Linked DNA regions of Mus musculus: region 1 is linked to region 2. The links are chromatin contacts, called in public Micro-C maps. All regions are on one chromosome and are shown on one strand. Each heading gives the region's core, a stretch centred on a gene start, on an enhancer-like site or on the middle of the called end of the contact. The rest is flanking DNA. Distances are from core to core; before and after follow the strand shown.

Evidence for each region. A called contact is a pair of places that touch in the nucleus more often than the background predicts.
Region 1: a Micro-C map of granulosa cells shows a contact between it and region 2, with 1.9 times the contacts expected there. The contact joins the enhancer-like site here to the promoter of Plxdc2 in region 2. A contact is called at or near these places in 10 of 484 Hi-C or Micro-C datasets (the Ba/F3 cell line, adipose-derived mesenchymal stem cells, embryonic fibroblasts and 4 more), 4 of 115 datasets of contacts at active chromatin or transcription factors (CD8 T cells, embryonic stem cells, kidney and 1 more) and 1 of 9 other capture datasets (adipose tissue).

What each region holds. Positions count from the first base shown.
Region 1 is chr2:16,404,484-16,408,834 of GRCm38.p6, reverse strand. All of the region lies in intron 1 of Plxdc2 (plexin domain containing 2), which reads right to left. Among named protein-coding and RNA genes, the nearest start is that of Plxdc2, 50 kb to the right of the region's middle. Within about 2 kb of position 2,109, at least 39 of the 459 cell types and tissues checked have an H3K27ac peak or open chromatin away from gene starts, as enhancers often do. A contact at or near this core is called in adipose tissue, adipose-derived mesenchymal stem cells, embryonic fibroblasts and 2 more, where this site is marked.
Region 2 is chr2:16,352,968-16,357,667 of GRCm38.p6, reverse strand. It overlaps Plxdc2 (plexin domain containing 2), which reads right to left and starts at 1,364. Exons shown (of 14, transcript NM_026162.6): 1 at 431-1,364. The coding sequence starts at 542.

The DNA.
Region 1 (4,351 bases), core at 860-3,359, 50 kb before region 2:
TATGATCCCACAGAGACTGAGGCAGCATGCACAGGGCCTGCATGCATCTGTAGAAGGGCTTTTGTATGTATATTTTGGCTTCCAGTTTAACGTGTTTATGTGATTCTTGAGGGTAAGTGTTAGTGGGTCTATGTTTCTTGTGCCTTCTCTTGAGCTCTTTTACTTCTGTTTGTTTTGTCCAATTCCTGTGTGTTAGTATTTATTTTATCTTATTGTATTTTATGTCTTAATAATTCAAGGAGAAATAAAAGCAAGTGCTGAATGTCTGTTGTCGTCCAAAGGCCACACAGTGTGTCAATGGCCTTTCAGGGTACAAAGGGCTTGAGAAGACATTTTTTCTTATGGTTTATAAAATTCCCAAGGGAATTCTTTGTTTCCTGTTAAAATATTTTTTCTTCCATGATGCTCTTAAGAATTGATTCCCCCCCCGCCTTGGAAGACATACCAAGGGGCCACATCTGGAGTTTTACAAAATGCTCAGTTTGGTGACTATGACTCAAGACCTTTCTTAAGAAGTGTATCATGGCTCTGCAAGATGGCTAAGCTGGTAAAGGTGCTTGCTGCCAAGGCTGAGCATCCAAGCTTTGCTCCTGAAATGCACATGATGAGAGGAGCAAACCTATTTCCTCAAGTGGAACCTACATCCTCTCAGGGATTGTGGCAACTGTGTGCCCCCACTCCCAACAAACAAACAAACAAACAAGCAAATATGTACTAAAAAAATAAAAGTATATTAAAATATAATTGGGTGAGAGTAATGTTATTAATAAGATAACATGGAACATGCTCTAGTGTGGCTAAAATGTCATTTGCAAATGTTGATGGGTGTGACATAACCTTCCCCTAATAAATAAATATTTTAAGGAACCAATCACTAAGCGAGTAGGTGGGACTTCTAGGTCAGAGAGAGGAAGAGGGGAGGCAGGGGAAATATACTTCCTTTTGGACAAGAGAGACCATGGAGACACAATGTAGGTAGTGAGAGGCCTCTGGTTTAGGTGGTAGATCTGCTGGAATCCACCACTGGAGGATTTATAACTTAAAATAGATTACAAAATTAGGATGCTAATTTCTGCACCCAGCAATTGTGTTGCCTATTGATTCTAAACTAAGATTGTATGGTGTTTTCCTTCATGCAGTGACTCAGCTGGGTACTAGGACACGCCTGCCACTGTATTTGAATTTGGAAGTATGGGACATGCATGACAGGGGCCCACCATGGGAACTTCAAAAGATGGGTGGAGAGATTTCAGAGTTCTGAGTCAGAGAGTCTGCACGCTGAGAACAGTTTGGTCTGTCTGTTGGTGCCATGCCAGAGATAGCATGGATTGCTTCTTAAATACTTCATACAATAGATGTGTTATTAGAAACGATATATTTCAAAACTAAATTGTATAGGATGTTGAAGAATGTGGAGGTATTTTGTAGGTCTTTTTACTCCTTACTGTTTTCTGGGATTCCCAAGGGCCAAAATGTTGCAGAGTAAATATTAAGTATATAGAGAAAAGACTTTAAAACATATAACCAAAGAGCCTTTCATTTAGTTCATTCATTCCAGTGAGAGGACAGGACCATTGGAGCACACAAAGCTGTTTGCTTGTTTGTTTGTTTGTTTGTTTGTTTGTGGCAATTTGGACAGTGAAGCCCAGCCCAGTGTACTCCTCTGAATTAAGAAGGGGCGACTCTTAAGATTAAAAAACTGGCTAAATTTTCACAATCTGTATGTTGAATGCTTTGCTTAGGACAAAGTAAAAATAGTTTACCCTAAAATGTGACCATTGAAGTGTCTTACTAGCAAGAATGTGCCCAGAGGCGGGTTCTTGGTGCAAGTTTGTTAGGAGCACAGGTCTCCACAGCTGTCTCACCTTTCAGGGGTTTTACATATACCAACTTCTCTTGCTGTTCCTCTTCACTGTGTCTGGGCAGAAAACGGTACTCAGAGACAATCTACAAACAGTAAGATCCTAGTCATCAATAATCAGCCAGGGTTCAAACTTATTAAGTAAAAATACCCAAAAGCCAACAAGCAGTTAAGTTTTAAACCACATGCTCTTCCAGTAGCATGAAAAATGTCATGTTGTCTCACTTTAGCTTGCCCAGAACATGGGTCATCCCCTCTGCCGTATTCCATAAGGCATGAATCACCAGCCTGTGGTGGTTGAGCCAAGAGTGAGATCATTCATATTACATTCCTAAAGGAAATTGTTAGGATCCTTCCATTTTACTATTAGACATTGTGATGCATCTCCTATTATATCTAACTTACAAGTTGCACTTCACCATGAACATGTATGTCTAGGAAAAACAGAGAATCTGGTAATGTCTACTTTTAAGCACACAACTGGTGGTTTGGAAGTACATATTTTGCACATAAGAAGAGCTACTGTATACCTGCATATAGCAAATCTTATACTATTATAATGCTAGAAGTACACATGATGTTATTTACTCAAAATATTAAAAAGCCTATTCTTATGCTGATAGAGTAGATCAAGTCAAAATTGGGATAGTAAACCCGAGTTTAAAGTGCTATTTTCCACTGTTTTCTAAGTCCATGTTCCAGACAGTAATGTATCTTAACACACAAGAAATAGAAATATAATGAATCATCACAAAAACTTCAAATAAAATAACCTTCTCAGACAGAACAAGCAGAAAATTTCTCTAACTTACACAGTTTTCCCTTTTATTTTAAAGTAATTTCACATTTTTATGAATAATGGTTTCAATTAGTCATAGGGTGACATACTTTATGAATTTTTATATTTGATTCAGACTCATGAAGTATAATTTTATACCTTAGAAGAACAAGAAAAATCAATTGCTACATTTTCTGAACCATGACCAATAAAATATATTTTTCTCTGTTCTCTGTTATCCAATATTTAGCTTACTTATTGTCTTGAACTGAATATTTTAAAAGTCTGATGATCTTTAATATATGAGCTATAGAAATCATCAGACCCTGCTGTATAAAAAGTAAAACAGCCACCCTTTCCTTAGTGAAATAGCAAAAGCATCTAAACAAAGAAGCTGGCTTAACCAGAAGGTTTACTGCTTTAGGTTTCTGTTTCACTAACTCATTGGAACAAAAATGTCAGGTGAGTGTGCAAAAGAGCACGGGGATTTAAAGGGTTGTATTTTGCCTTTGGGGGGCTGCGTGAGGGGAAATTGATGTTTATCTGTAACCTGGGATGCACCTTCTGATGGTCTGCTCCTTGAACCCTCACATATCATCAGTTAGCCGTCCTGGATGTAAACTCCTAAGTAGAAAATGCAAAAATGCCCATGTCATGGAGCAGTCAAGCAAGTGCTTCTGCCCTGGCGCATTAGTGCGCAGCCCTTTCTCAACTCTTCCCAGGGACGGGGATTGTTTTGAACTGAGATCTACACAGATGTCTTTGCCAAATACAGTTTTTGAGAAAGCAAACAAGATAAGAACCCAACATTTATCAAAAGAATGTCTACTCATCAGCAGAGTTTCAAACACAGCAGCACATTTACATCCTTAGCATTTTGAATGCCATGAAAAATTGAACTGGGAGATGAAGACTCAAGTTTGCCAGACATCAATTCATTATGAAGAGTCAAGTAGGAAGAGATGGGTTCATTTTACATCTAGCAGAGCAAAACCACCTTCTGCTTGCCTCAAAAGACACAAAGAGCAGGCTCCCCTCTCCCTGCTTCCTCCCCTGTCCACTTTCCCTCCCAGGTCGCTCCCTCCCCACTTGGGATTGCTTTCTTCTCCCTCCCAAGTGGTACTGAGACACTATCACTTAGCCTGAGGGCCAGCAGAAAGAATGGAAATAGGCAACCTTGGGAGGTAGGAGGTTGGGCAGACTTTCCAGAATGCACCTGGGAAGTGACAGACTCTCAGGACTCAAAGGGAAGGACCTTAAATGAAACCCTGAGAGTAGGGAGGGGGAATTTGTAGAGCCCACCTCCAGCAGAAAAACACGGCATCAAGTAAGGGATGAGTTGCCATCCCACAGTCAAAACTCTGTCCCATAATTGTTCCTGTCTGAAAGAACTACAGGGATGGAAATGGAGAAGAGCCTGAGGAAAAGAAGGTCCAGTGACAAGTCCAAAGTAGAATCCAACTCAAGGGGAGGCCCCAAGATCTGACACTACTGAGGGTATGGAGTGCTCACAAAAAGGGGCCTATCATAACTGCCCTCCAAAAGACAAAACAAGCAGCTGAGTCATATTCAGATATTTTCACCCAACTAGTGGGCAGATGCTGCTGACCCCTGTTGCTGAATGTGGGAAAAACTGGAAGAAGCTGAGGAGAAGGGTAACCCTATAACAGGACAAACGTCTCAATTAACCTGGACACCTGAGATCTCTCAAA
Region 2 (4,700 bases), core at 115-2,614:
CATCCCTGACTGTCATCAGATTGTTCATCCATCCATCCCTTCCGCGGCGCACAGGGAAGAGCCTCTGAGCTCCAAGGGATGAGAATCCAGAGGGGAAACAACCTGATGTAACCAAGATTCAGAGAGGTATCCGCAGCAGCAGGCTCTCTCACACCCCGACCTCTTTGGGCTACTTGGGGTTAGGCAGGACCACCCCCTGGCGCCCAGGTGGAGTAAGCATCATAGCTTCAGGGAAGTCCTGGTTTCCCACACCTTTTGATCAAGCAAACCTCTTTCCCCATTCGAGAAACTCAAGTTTCCCAGAAAAACAACTAGGATAAGTTTCCCAAGGGCAGATACTTTGGGTGGGTGTGAGATGAGGATGGAGGTTCGAAGACACCGGAAGGATCTTCAGCCACACACAAAAACAATTGAGAAAAGTACTTCTTACCATTGGTATGGTGTCCAGGCTCCCCGTGGGCGAACTGGAACCGGTCTGTTAAAAAGTGACAAAGTAACATAACTCCTGCTGCGGCCAGGTCGGCCCTCCGGAACCTTGCCATGCCGCTGCCGCGACCTCTCTCCCCTGCCCAACGAATTTTTTCTTGAGACCCTGGGCTCCGGGGTTATCCCTGGGGATGGGGCGACACGGCCGAGCTCTGCTGGTGAGTCTTGGGTGGGATCCGGAGGCCTCTGACAGTTTCGCTAGGATTTCACTCCGGGTAACAGAAGTGAAGGAGAGACAGCTGAACCCTCTCCGAACTTCGGGAGCTCTCACTGCAACTTGTCACCCTCGCAGCCCCCAACTGAGACACAATCAACCAAGTGAGGGGAGGAAAGGTCACTTGCAGTAGGGTCGGCAAACTCCCGGGTCCTCTCAGGCAGCGCCACCCGGGCGCCCACAGACGGTGACTTCCGAGCGCCCGCGACGCGCTCCACTGGGTTCAAAACAGATCTAATTCCACTGGCTGCGCCGGTGCTGTTCCAGATTCAAGAGGGCGCTGAGCACCGGAGGAACTTTCCCAGACTTAGGTCTGGCCCCGGCGGGTGGTTGGTGTTCCCGAGAGAAGGAGGTTAGTGGAGGCTGGAGAAACCCCTCTGACAAGTTTTTCTTCTTTGCTTCGCCCAAGGCTGAGCGCGCGTCCTCGCCCGCAGCCGGAGGGATGGGCAGCTCCGGAGAGTAGAGCCGGGAATGCACCAGCTGCTGTGAGCAGAAGAGAGGTGGGGGTGTTTTTTAAAGAAAAAGAAAAACGGGAAAGTGAGGTTGCAGCCTGGTAAGAGAGCCCCTCCGGGCTAGGCAGGAGGTGGCTCCGAACGCCGCGGAGCCCCAGGAGTTTGGTGGCGGAGGCGCCGCCGCGCTCCCCCGCGCTCCAGCTCTACACTTTGGGGAGGGAAGGCGGCTTGCCATTTGCTAGATCTACCGCTGAACCCTCCTCTCTTCCCTCCGCCCTCCTCCCTCCCCTTCTCTCCTCCAGGCTTCTCCCACCTTCCTCCCAAAACCCGCAGCCAGCACCAACCTGTCCATTGGCTGAGCTTTTCTCGGGGGAGAGGGGGCGCCAGAAAAGTCTCCCACAGATGAAGCCCGAGAAGACTGGCTGGGGAAAGCCAGAGGACCATTGCGGCCCCAAACACCCGAGGACTGGTGCGAGTGGGGCGGTGGCAGATTCTAGTCTCCCGGACGCCATCCGCCCACCCGGTTCATGACCTTTGCAGAGGAACCGATGCCGCCTGCACCCTCCAGGCTTCCGTGGCTTTTGGGTGTCAGCCTGCGGGTAGAGAGGGATGAGGCCCCCCAGGGAGCGCCCACTATCTTCTGATTTCCGCCTGGGCACTAAAGGGTTAATAGTATTTCATCCCTCACTGAGGGCTGGTCTGGCAACCGTTGGGTGGCGGGGGAGCAAACCTGAGTCGCTAGGGTTACTGACATCCCCCAACTCCCAGCCCCCATCCCATCAAAAGCCCCTCCTACCCCAGACCCGCACAGAGGGAGGTGGAGGTGGCTCTGGGCTGCAGGGTCCTGAGGCCGCCACCGCGGTTTGGTAAAGTGTCAGAAGGAGGGAAAGGGAGAGTTTAAAGAAACAGGAAGCCCATTGAATTTCCTATAGGGGGTTTAAAGGGTTTTTGCTTGCTAGTTTGTTTTTGTTTTTTCAGCTTGAGGGTCTGCTTCAGCATTAACCCTTTCCAGGCCCCTTATCCGCTTACATTTAATTTAATTTAATTTGCATACACTTAGCCATCTTTTAATGGGGCTAAATAGAAAGCAAAGAGACAATGCATCCTTGGTGAAAAATACATGTTCTGGAGCACTGCCTGGGCTAGTACTTCAATTTTTTTTCCACAAGGAGCAATTTATTTAAGCTTTAAGCCTCAGGTCTCCAGGCATCAAATCAGGAAGATTTTATACTGAAGTTCATAGAAGGTCCTAGAAAGGAGGATTAGCCAAGTGAACTTAATTTTTTAAATCATCTGCTAGCCTGAAGAGAAATGCTCTTTCTTGAAGACAAAGGGAGAGCTAATTTAAACACATTCGAAAGTGTTCTGGGTTCAGCCGATGCTGTAGCTTGTTACTGTCTTGGCCTTGCCATGCTTTGAAGAATGCATGCATGTATGCTTTGAATCCATCTCAACATCTAGCAAAACCCACTGGAAGTGGGCCAAGATTACTGCAAAATTCGATACAGAAATTTTTGCCTTTCCACTGAAAACATTAACAAGCCTGTTTTCTCTAAAATAAGACTCGTTTCTCTATTTTGGGATATTTGTGAAGGTTTAAATACTCCATGCTTACACCTTTTATTATTCCAAGATGCTTGATAAATCCTGAGCTTTCTTCTGAGTGGTTGATGTCCTCTTGCCAACCAGACTTAAGACTGTAATTCTCTTATTTTTGCTCTACCAAGAGTGTTTTAAATCCTCAATTACATCTCAATCTGTGTATCTAGAGTATTTACATCAAGTTTAAAAGAGTGGTTTCCTAATGAAAAATTAATGGGACAGTCATCGATGTTGAGTTTTCCTTCTGCACTTTGAATGGCTGACACCGGTTGTGGATAGACTACTAATTATATTTGATATTAATTCTGTTCTCCCTTGAGTGGTTGTGAACAAGGAATGAGCACTCAGGTGACTTCCTGTAAACCTGCTTCCCACCTTAATTTGTAAAATAAAGAAGAGCTGATGATTAGGCAGATAAAAGGAAAGGTGGAGCAGGAGAGAGAGAGAGAGAGAGAGAGAGAGAGAGAGAGAGAGAGAGAGAGAGAGAGAGAGAGAGAGAGAGAGGAGAAAGTAGAAAAGGGAGAGGATGCAGAGGAGGAGGAAAAAGAAGAAAATTGGAGCAAAAGCACATCACCTGGAGAAACCTAAAGTTCTAAGGGGTCTCATAAACTGTGGAAGATGGTAGGATAACGGTAGACCTGCCCAATCTAGGCACAATCATGTGTTCATATTAATTGAGTCGTGTTTTCACTGCCGGGGGCTTATTTGGGATGGAGATTTACCTGCCAGAATCACTACCACCAACAAAACAAAACAAAGCAAACAAACAAACAAAACCAAACAAACAAAAAACAGGTCAGAGGCTATAGCAGAAACCCAGGCAGAGAACTTCCTGGGCCCTTTATCCAAATCCAGTTCTCATAAAGTCCACAACAGTAGGAACCAAACAATGATCAAAACAAGTTAGGTCTTAGGTCCCCTATTTGTACAGTAGGAAAAAAACAACACAAAACAAAAGCCCATTTCCTCTTGGAGAAGACACAAGTCACCATCTCCTCTCTCATTCTCACCCCTTTTTCTTATTGTTTATGGAAATTAGTAGTATTTATTTTGTTATTGTTTGCTATCCTTGGCTGTGCTTTGCCCTCTTGATGACAGCTATAAATATACTTTTGTCAGTGAAAATTGGTTGCTACAAACTGAAAGTCTAACAAATGGCAATTTAGAAGTAATTTGGTCAATATGAATCCATTGGTCTCTATCAGGGCTGCTGTTTAATCACAATTCTTTATTCCTATTTGAATTTTACTTTGACAAACTTGTACATATGTCCACTTCTGGTAAGTTTATGACAGATCGAGTATATTGATGGTAGCCATGAAATTTTCAGGGTGTGGAATCACTTGAGCAAGAACCTGATGTTGAACCTAGACTGCAATCAAATAATTTATTCAGTTTAGTGCTCACTTAACCAACAGCTATAGAAGAATCTCAAATTAGTAGGATTTGATTATTTATTTATTTATTTATTTATTTTTACTTTTCACTTCACATCCTACTTACTGCTCCCTCCCAGTCACCCCCTCCCACAATCCTTCCCCCTATCCCCCACTCCTTTTCTCCTCTGAATAGGTGGGAGTCCTCTTGGGCACTCCCCAACCTTGGCGCATCAAGTCTCTGAGAGGCTAGGCACATCGTCCTCTCTCACTGAGGCCCAGCTAGAGAACATATCCCATGTACAGGCAACAGCCTTTGGGACAGCCACTGCTCCAGTTGTTAAAGAAAATACATGTCATACAATATGTTCAAAGTGGAGTTGACTACACATATAACTCCGGCTAATTAAAGGTCATACATTATGTGTCCTTAGTCGTTGAATCTGTGTTGTGTGTTTCATCACAGTACAAGTGAGTCATCTATCTGGTGACTGACTAAGAAAGCTTTGTAGGAAAAGTTTCATCACTGTCCACAGACATGAGAGAGGTGTTGTGATACTGGAGTTTGTT